2 separate regions of the Mus musculus genome follow, and region 1 is linked to region 2. Evidence: chromatin contacts called from public promoter capture Hi-C data. All regions are on one chromosome and are shown on one strand. The core of a region is the stretch at or near the end of the contact, and the rest is flanking DNA. Distances in the headings are between cores, read along the strand shown.

Region 1 (4,125 bases), core at 920-3,419, 190 kb after region 2:
ACATGATGGGTGGACCTCTGGGTGTTTGTTTCTATTGTTAAAATCAGGGAAAGGAGAAACCACACCCACATATGAGTACAGGTGCTGACAGAAGCCAGAAGAGGGTATCAGATGTCCTGAAGTTGCAGTTACAGGTAGCTGTGAGTCACATGATCAAGTACCACACTTGGATCCTCTGCAGTATTGAATATATGCATTGAGTATAACCATTAAGCCATCTCTAAAACTACATGAAATTCAAGAAAACACAGAAAAACAAATCAGCACTTCATCACAGACATTTAACAGAGCGATTAAAGTCATTTTAAAAAATAATAATAAAATAAAAGATGGAGTCCTTTTTTCTCTCCTGTCTAACTTCTTTCATGTTACAGGCCACACTTAGAACAACACTGGTTTACTGAGGCTTCCTTGACGATGTCACATATGGGCAGTTCTCTTGGAACCAATGTGTATGCTAGTACTATATAGCTTCTCTACACTAGTATATACTTGGGGACAGGAGATTGCCCTTCCATGTCTGAGAACTGTGCATTGAAATCTTAAAGGACAGTTTTCATCTTATCCATATTTCCCTATAATGCAGATAGCTGCAATTTTTGTATTGACGGGATACTTCCATTGGTTCATATGCATGCAGAAGGGAGGGTGAAGTTGCTAAGGATGTCTGCTCCAAGTGTTCTTAAAACTTACACACATACACACATACCTACATGCCACTTATGCCCGCAAACTCTCATGCATGAACACAAATGTACCCTATCTGTGACCCTCATCTCCACCTAACTCAGTCATTTTCTTTACTCTCCTGAGCCAAGACAAGGAACTCAGACATAAGGGAGGGAACTGGTCGACCTCCAGATTACTGAGCATCAACCTACTCCATCTTCATCCCAACTGCTTCCAAAGAAGTGTAGGGGAGGCTAAGACTGTGTTAAGGTCTTGGTCTTTGGGCTGACTGAGTCAACACGCTAGCTGATTCCCAGTCCCAGATTCCTGTTTCCACCCCTTCCTATACCAACTGTGCTGTTTGTCTACCCAGAGTTGGTGCTCCTCCAGTTAAAAGAGAAGATTGTCTGTCCCAAGGATGCCTGGAACTGTTACCCTAATGCACAACTCACAGTGGACAGAGAGCCCTCTTCCCAGTGGAGAAATGGTCAAATGACTGTCTGCTGTCACTGTCTGGGAGAGGCACTCACTCTCTTATTGAGCTCTGTTTCTTCCCAGCTGCTGCTTCTGTGGCCGTTCTCCTCCAGACATTTCCCTACTGCCCTTTCTATTCCCAACCTAGTTCACCACAAAAACTTTGTCTACAAGTCCAGGAAAAGAGGCAGAAGCTGCCAGCATCCTTCCCTCTGAGACTTTACAAATTTCTAGATACAAATAGATGCACCAGACTACACAAGGTGGTAGCAAAGACCCCAGTGCCAAAAGAAGCAAAGGGAGTGGTATCTAACACCCCAGCCTCTGGTGGCAAGCCCTAGAGCACAAATTCCCCTGAAAGAGCCACGCCCAAAAATCTATCCATGACCACAGCTTCTGTGCCTACAAGTACTTTTCAAGACCATGGGAGTTTCATGGGCTGGTGGCTTTCCAATCCCACACTCAGCATCTGCTCATTAAGTCTAATTAGTTAAAGACCTCAGAGCAGGTCACTCCCAGAGTCCACCTGACAGTGTTTAGGAAGCTATTGATTATTGCAGCAGAGACAAGGCAACACGACCCTTAGTCTCCTCAGGAAATAGAGGGAATGATCCTGTCCCACTCAGGAAATTAAAGGAAAAAAAAAAGTTCAAGAATGGGCAGTTGGGTTAAGTTACCAGATTTAGCAAATAAAAAAGCCGGGTGTCCAGTTAAATTTGAATTTCAGATAAACATGTACTTTTTTTGTATAAGAATATCCCATGTAGTATTTGGGCAGCCTGTGTTTAAGCTGGCAATGTCATTGAAGGGCTCTACCAGCTACTGTCACGCCCACTTAGTGCTCACTGAAGCCACAGAACCACATAAGTACCCCTGGCCAGCCTGGGATTTTTACCTCCCAGCCCAAGGGCCTGCAAGGTAGCCACAGGTTGTAGGAGAAGGCTTTGTGGATGTGAACCACCCAGCTGCAGGGGAAACCGGAGTAAACAGCCCAGGGCTGGATGAGAAGTGATCGTTTCCAGGAAGAGACTTGAGAAGAGAAGATGCAGGCTTCTGCTTTTACGAGGAGGGTCACGCCCAGTGTGCTTGCCTCTGGCTTTAACAGTTTGCATGTGTTTTTCTTGGAGGAACACTTTGGAAGCCTTGCTCTGTGGTGTGCATACTCACCCAAGGAATGAGAAGTGTTCTCGCTCCGGCACACATTTTATAGAGTGGTTTCATTCCTTTAAACTCCCAAAGTGTTTGTTTCCCCCCAGTGAAAGGGAAAGGAGGTGGGAGCTAGAGAGGAGACAGCCAGACCAGGAGTCCAGGAGGCTGCGGTCCAAATGGCCTCAGCTGCTGCTGCCTGGAAGGCAGATCACTCACAGGAAAGAGGCCATGGCCAGGGCAACCTCTCAGGAAGGGCCTCCCTGCATCCTCCATATGGCTCCTTAGGGATTTCCAATATTTTCAGACTAAATGACCTGGAAAGGAATGATAATAAAAACGTACCTTAAAGCTAATGGATCTCTTTCCTAGACATTATCTCACGAGGCCCTTCCAACCACCACGAGAGACAGGAAAGGCTTGCTTTCAAAAGGGCATATGCTGAGCTTTACCTGAAAGTGTTTTTATTAGGCATAATAAGATGAGTAAACAATTGCCAGGGAAGAAGTTTAGACTCAGAGATCTTTAGAAATGAAGGGCACAGAAATAGTGTTGGTCAGGAAGTGAAAGCTGGAGAGACTAGAGCAGGGGACTGGGGGGACAGAACCCTTGCTGGGTTTTCAGAAGGCAGGTGAGCTCGGTCAGGTGTGTTAAGGAAGCTTGGACTGGGTAGTTCGGATCATTTCAACTATCCTAAGCTGTAATGGGGTCTGTTTTCCAGCACCCAGCCCTGGCGGGCTTATGGTTGGTGTATATTGGCTTGGTGTGTGTGTGTGTGAGTTTGGTAAAGGAGGAGGTAGGAGACCTGAATTTGGGATTGGTTGGTTTTGCATATCAGAGGCAGGTTCTGAATACAGTCATGCTGTATTTAGGAAAGGCAGTGCCTTCAACTCAAGCCTCCGGATGCCATGGCATCAAGGATACAGGAAATAAGAAACTGCCTACTTCAGGAAGCTGGAGAGCCAGCGTGCCAAGAACACCAGGCATCCTGGAGGAATGCAGCTAAGACGCCAGCCCAGGAGCTCTAGCTCTGTGCTCTAGTCCAGAAATGATCCCAAGACTCTCTGAGGCTCTAGTGCTCCTCCAGGTGGCCTGACAAAGAGAATAGCCAACTCTCTGACTCTACCCAGGGACTGGAGGGGTCTCAAGATCACAGGATTGTCAGTGCTAATACCAGGTCAGCTCCAGGCATACTAAGATAGTTGGTCTCCCTTTTCAGGAGGCAGCAGAGGCTCTCTCCTTGACTTCTCTCCTTGCAGTGCTCCCTCTGACTCCAATCACCTAAGCAAGAGGGCCTGAGCCTGGAGCCCACAGAATTGGAAAGAAGGCAGGAGGAGAAGTGGGTTGAAGACCACCTAGTCTTTATTTCCAGGTCATTAATCAAGCTGACCTTTCATTTAAAGTCCTCCACTCTCCCAAGTGTCCTCTCCTCTGCTGTATTCACTTAATTTGAAAATTCCTTTCAGATTCCCTGACAGGAACCAGCATACACTTTTCCCAGGAACCACCCAGATATCCCCAAAACTGTTGTCCAAGTGCTCCCTCCCTATCAGTGTGGCTACTGCCACAGTTGGGCTAAACTTCTCGTGTTGATGTTGTACATTTAATTGCCCCCCTTCTTCCAGTAAAGAGGATGTTGGTGAGGATCATATCTTCGCGCAGTTATTAGATTAGCAAACACTGGTTATGTCCTGTGTGTCAGAGCTGAGACCTGCTATTTTGCATCTATTGTGATACGGTGGTGATGAACACAAGCCCATCCCTCTTTCAAAGGAGCTTGGGCTCTCTTACATTAGATAGGTCTTAACCGAAGAATCACACACACATAAGGATCTG
Region 2 (3,820 bases), core at 962-3,461:
CATGGCAGACATAAATAGTGGCCCAGGCTACAAAGGCCATCATTTGCTTGAACACAACTGTATACTTCACTCTAGGATTGGCTCTGAGGAACCAGAGAGACTGCAGAAATATATGTAACTGAGAGGTACTAGGAAGCTCTCAGGTCTCTGCAAGTGAGATTTAAACAGGAGAACAGAAGAATTCACAGAAGGGACAGCTTAGAGCAGTACGGGAGATAACCCTGTCCCAACTTCAAAGCTAGAATAGGATTTACGTAGTGATAACCTAGTGTTGTCTGTTACATGTTTTAGCTTACAAGTAAGTGTGAAGCAAGTATGTCATGAGGAGCTTAGGAGGTGTCAGAGGTTGGGAAGAGGTGCTGAGGACTGTGCGAGCGTATCAAAGAGAAGTTGATAAAAGTGATGCATGAGTGCAAGTACCCAACGCCTGGGGGCTTCCCAGGACTTGAATACTGCTTTGGATATATTCTGAAGTCCACTAAAAGCCCACGTGCATCTGCTAGCACCTTTTGGAAATGGGGATAGCAACATCACACCTACCTCATTGGACTGTTGCCTAACGTGTTGATAAGAATTCAGATAGGTAAACAATACAGAAGTTGTAGCTATTACCCACCTTGGTATCAAAAATACCACTAGCTACCAGAAATTTTGTTTTTTCCACTCTAACACACCCTTGCATAGTATTTTGTTAAGTGACTTAAACATAGGTGAGATAATAGTGGCTGTCTGCCTTAAAACAGTCAAAGCATATAACTAAAGCTGGTGGCTTTCATTCGCATACATGTCTATAATGCACTTATACTGTCTTCAGTCCCCATCATTTCTCTTAGTCTTCCTGTCCCATCCCCACGGTCTCTCTTCTTCCCAGGAAGCCACCTTCTATCCTAATGTCCTTTTTTCCCCTTCTATATACGGATTCTACAAATGTCAGAAAACAAGTAATGGTGAATTTTCTGTCTGGCTTATTTTCCTTACATCATAATCTCCATTTTCATCCATTTTCTGTAATTGGCATAATCTCATTCTTCTTGATAGCCAAAGAAAAAGTCCATTGTATATGTATAGACACACGCACTACTTAGACTGACTTCAACAGAATCCATATGGCAGTTATCAAGTGAAAATATCTTAGTTTCGAATTATTGGAAACAAATAAAAACAACTTTACAGTCTGTTAAGCTACTGTACCAAAGCATTCATTAGTGTGTCGAGTAATGCAGAAGCCTTTTTTCCAGACAGATATTTCCGTCATATTCTTCTCCCCTCCCAGATCACCCACCTGCCCAACCTTGCGCTCCTGCCTTCCTCCTTCATTCCCTCCCTCCCTCCCCCTCTGACATAAAAATTAAAGCAGGTGACAATCAAACAAAAATAACAAAACAAGAAGTGCACAAAGCTGTGGAGTCCATTTTGTGTTGGCCAGTTGCTCCTGGCATGGGGCCTGCGCTGGAGTGCCAGGCACCCAGTGACCTCCATTTCCCCTTCCCCAGCAGGTATGAACCGCACACAGCTCAGTCAGCAGTCAGAAGCACGCGTTGTCAGCATGCTGTACACGTAGGCGTCTATCACATGCTCTGTGAAACAGCCTCCTCTTAGAGCCCCGATGATGACACTGTTCTTTCTTTTTTATAAATGTTCCTTGTAATCTATGAAACTATTGTGCAACTCACTAATGAACTGCAAACTGCACTTTGTACAGTTTCAAATATTTTGAAATTACAGTTTTAACTAGCACAAAATTTCAAAATTGTTTCTATTCTTAATGATGGCTATTGGCTTAAATTATTTTTCTCTCCTATTAATCAGGTCTCAACATGGTTTTTCACCACCTTTTCTGTCTCAGGACTGAAGGACAAGATCCACCACGTAGACAGCCTGCAGCAGCTCTTCTCTGCCATATCACCAGAGCAGATAGACTTTCCTCCTTTTGTCCTTGAATATGACGCGAGGGTAAGTGCCTGTCCTCCTTTGCCTGGTGTAGTATGCAGGTGTGCCGCAGCAGCAGGTGTGAGCATATGGGTGTGTCACGGAGCGGCAGGTGTGAGCTTGTGTGTTTCATGCTACATGCCTACCATGAAGGCTGCTTCACAGAGCTTTTGTCTCATTACATGCAGATACACTCCCGTGTGTTCAGTATGCTGAGACAGCGTATGTGTCACACAACAGTCCCTGTGAGCATCTGTCTGTAAGCGTGCTGCAGAGCAACAGCCATGAGCTTTGGGATAATCATTTAGCATGTTCACCCAATAACCTTAGGAAACATCCTTGTCCCAGGAGGGTTTTCCCAAAATCAACACTTTAGCAAAAAAAAAAAAAAAAAAAAGAATTTCCCAGTCATGAATTTAGAACTGGTCCTTAGTCATGTGGACAGTTTTTGTCACATGGAAGACATTTCTTAAGATTGGAGGCTTCATAGCTATGTGAACAGCCAGACTGGCTGGTGTCCATTTGCAGCATTGTCATTAAGTCGGTAGCCTCTTCCCTGTTACAAGTCCCATTTTCTTAAGGCTTTAAGAATGTTTTTAATGTATCTCCCATGTTAGTGGTGTTATTCACAGGTATATTCATAGATCTGTTCTGAAGCATTAATCTCATGACTTCTCTTGAACATCACTGCAGTTCTTTTTTACTGTGTGTATTCACAGTGTCACATATATATATTTTAGTTGAGACTCTTTGCCAGAAGTTAACCAAGCACCTTGTCTAACTGCTGCTGATTCCATACCTTTGGCCATGACATACTGAGCTTTAAGTATTCTCCCCTAATTATTGTACATTTCCCTCTAAGGTTTCTCCAACTTCAGTGATGACGTCTGTTCCCCTATGTGGAAAGCAAAGTATTTACTGTGTCCTAATAGCTAATAAAATTCCACATTTGGCTGTTGTGCAGAAAGGATTTGGAGCAGCTGGATCATAGAACAAAGGTTATGCAGTGTATGGGATGGGAGAAAGCGCCATCCATCTGAATTTACTTGACTATGCTGAAGTAAGAACCAACCCCCTTATTTGCCTTTGAACTACACGTGCCATGCTTGAATTAATAGCAGGAAATGTAACAGGCACAAAAGAACATTTGATACCCAGAATTTGAATGACATTTCAAAGCTAATATCTAAATATATCATTTTTCTCTACAAATACAGAAAGATTACTCCACCAGACTCGCTTGCTTTTGCCTAAGTGTTTTTAGGTTTCTGTTGTTTTGAATATCAAAAAAACACATTGACAGGATCAGTAAAAAGAAAGTATAACTTCTAAACTAACCATTGACTCCTTAAACCATCTCTCTCTACCTATGGTAGAGTTTCCTAGGATGCAGATAGAATACTCTCTGTCTGTGAAGACAGGGACAGGAATAAAAGTGAGGAGTGGGGGATGAGGGGACGGTGTTTGGAGACAGGCAGAGAGCTTGTCATGACATACAGCCACTGTGCGTGCTGCATACATGACAGTCAGTAGAGTAGGGAGTGTTCTGCAAAGGAGCTGCCATTACCTCCAGTGCAGAGACCAGTGTGGAGAGAGCGAGAACATGATGAAGAGAGAGGCAAGTCTACAGAAAGGCTTCAGCCTCAGCTGAGACACCAGAGAGCAGCCATGTTGCTGAGGGGGGCTAGGCTTTGAAGATAGGAGCTGTGATCTTTGGAGACTAAGTAGCTATGGGAGATGAAGCAGAAAGCAATTGTTGTGATGGCTGGTGTTTCCATTGCCCCAGAGAAGCAATGCGATGTGAGGGAAAGTCTTGAGGAACTTGGAAACTCAGGTCATACGTTTGTGACACAGTAGTTTATGGGATGTGTAACTGAGATACCAGGAGGTG

Evidence for each region. Capture Hi-C pulls out chosen DNA fragments and counts their contacts.
Region 1: a promoter capture Hi-C map of adipose tissue shows a contact between it and region 2. The contact joins two enhancer-like sites. A contact is called at or near these places in 1 of 15 datasets of contacts at CTCF or cohesin (the NIH/3T3 cell line), 4 of 484 Hi-C or Micro-C datasets (pancreatic cancer cells and uterus), 2 of 115 datasets of contacts at active chromatin or transcription factors (both in embryonic stem cells) and 2 of 9 other capture datasets (adipose tissue and embryonic stem cells).

What each region holds. Positions count from the first base shown.
Region 1 is chr3:100,392,927-100,397,051 of GRCm38.p6, forward strand. No RefSeq gene overlaps it. Among named protein-coding and RNA genes, the nearest start is that of Gm32471, 23 kb to the right of the region's middle. Within about 2 kb of position 2,170, at least 64 of the 459 cell types and tissues checked have an H3K27ac peak or open chromatin away from gene starts, as enhancers often do. A contact at or near this core is called in adipose tissue, where this site is marked.
Region 2 is chr3:100,200,165-100,203,984 of GRCm38.p6, forward strand. Gdap2 (ganglioside-induced differentiation-associated-protein 2) reads left to right here. Exons shown (of 14, transcript NM_010269.3): 13 at 1,810-1,953. Among named protein-coding and RNA genes, the nearest start is that of Gdap2, 40 kb to the left of the region's middle. Within about 2 kb of position 2,212, at least 22 of the 459 cell types and tissues checked have an H3K27ac peak or open chromatin away from gene starts, as enhancers often do. A contact at or near this core is called in adipose tissue, where this site is marked.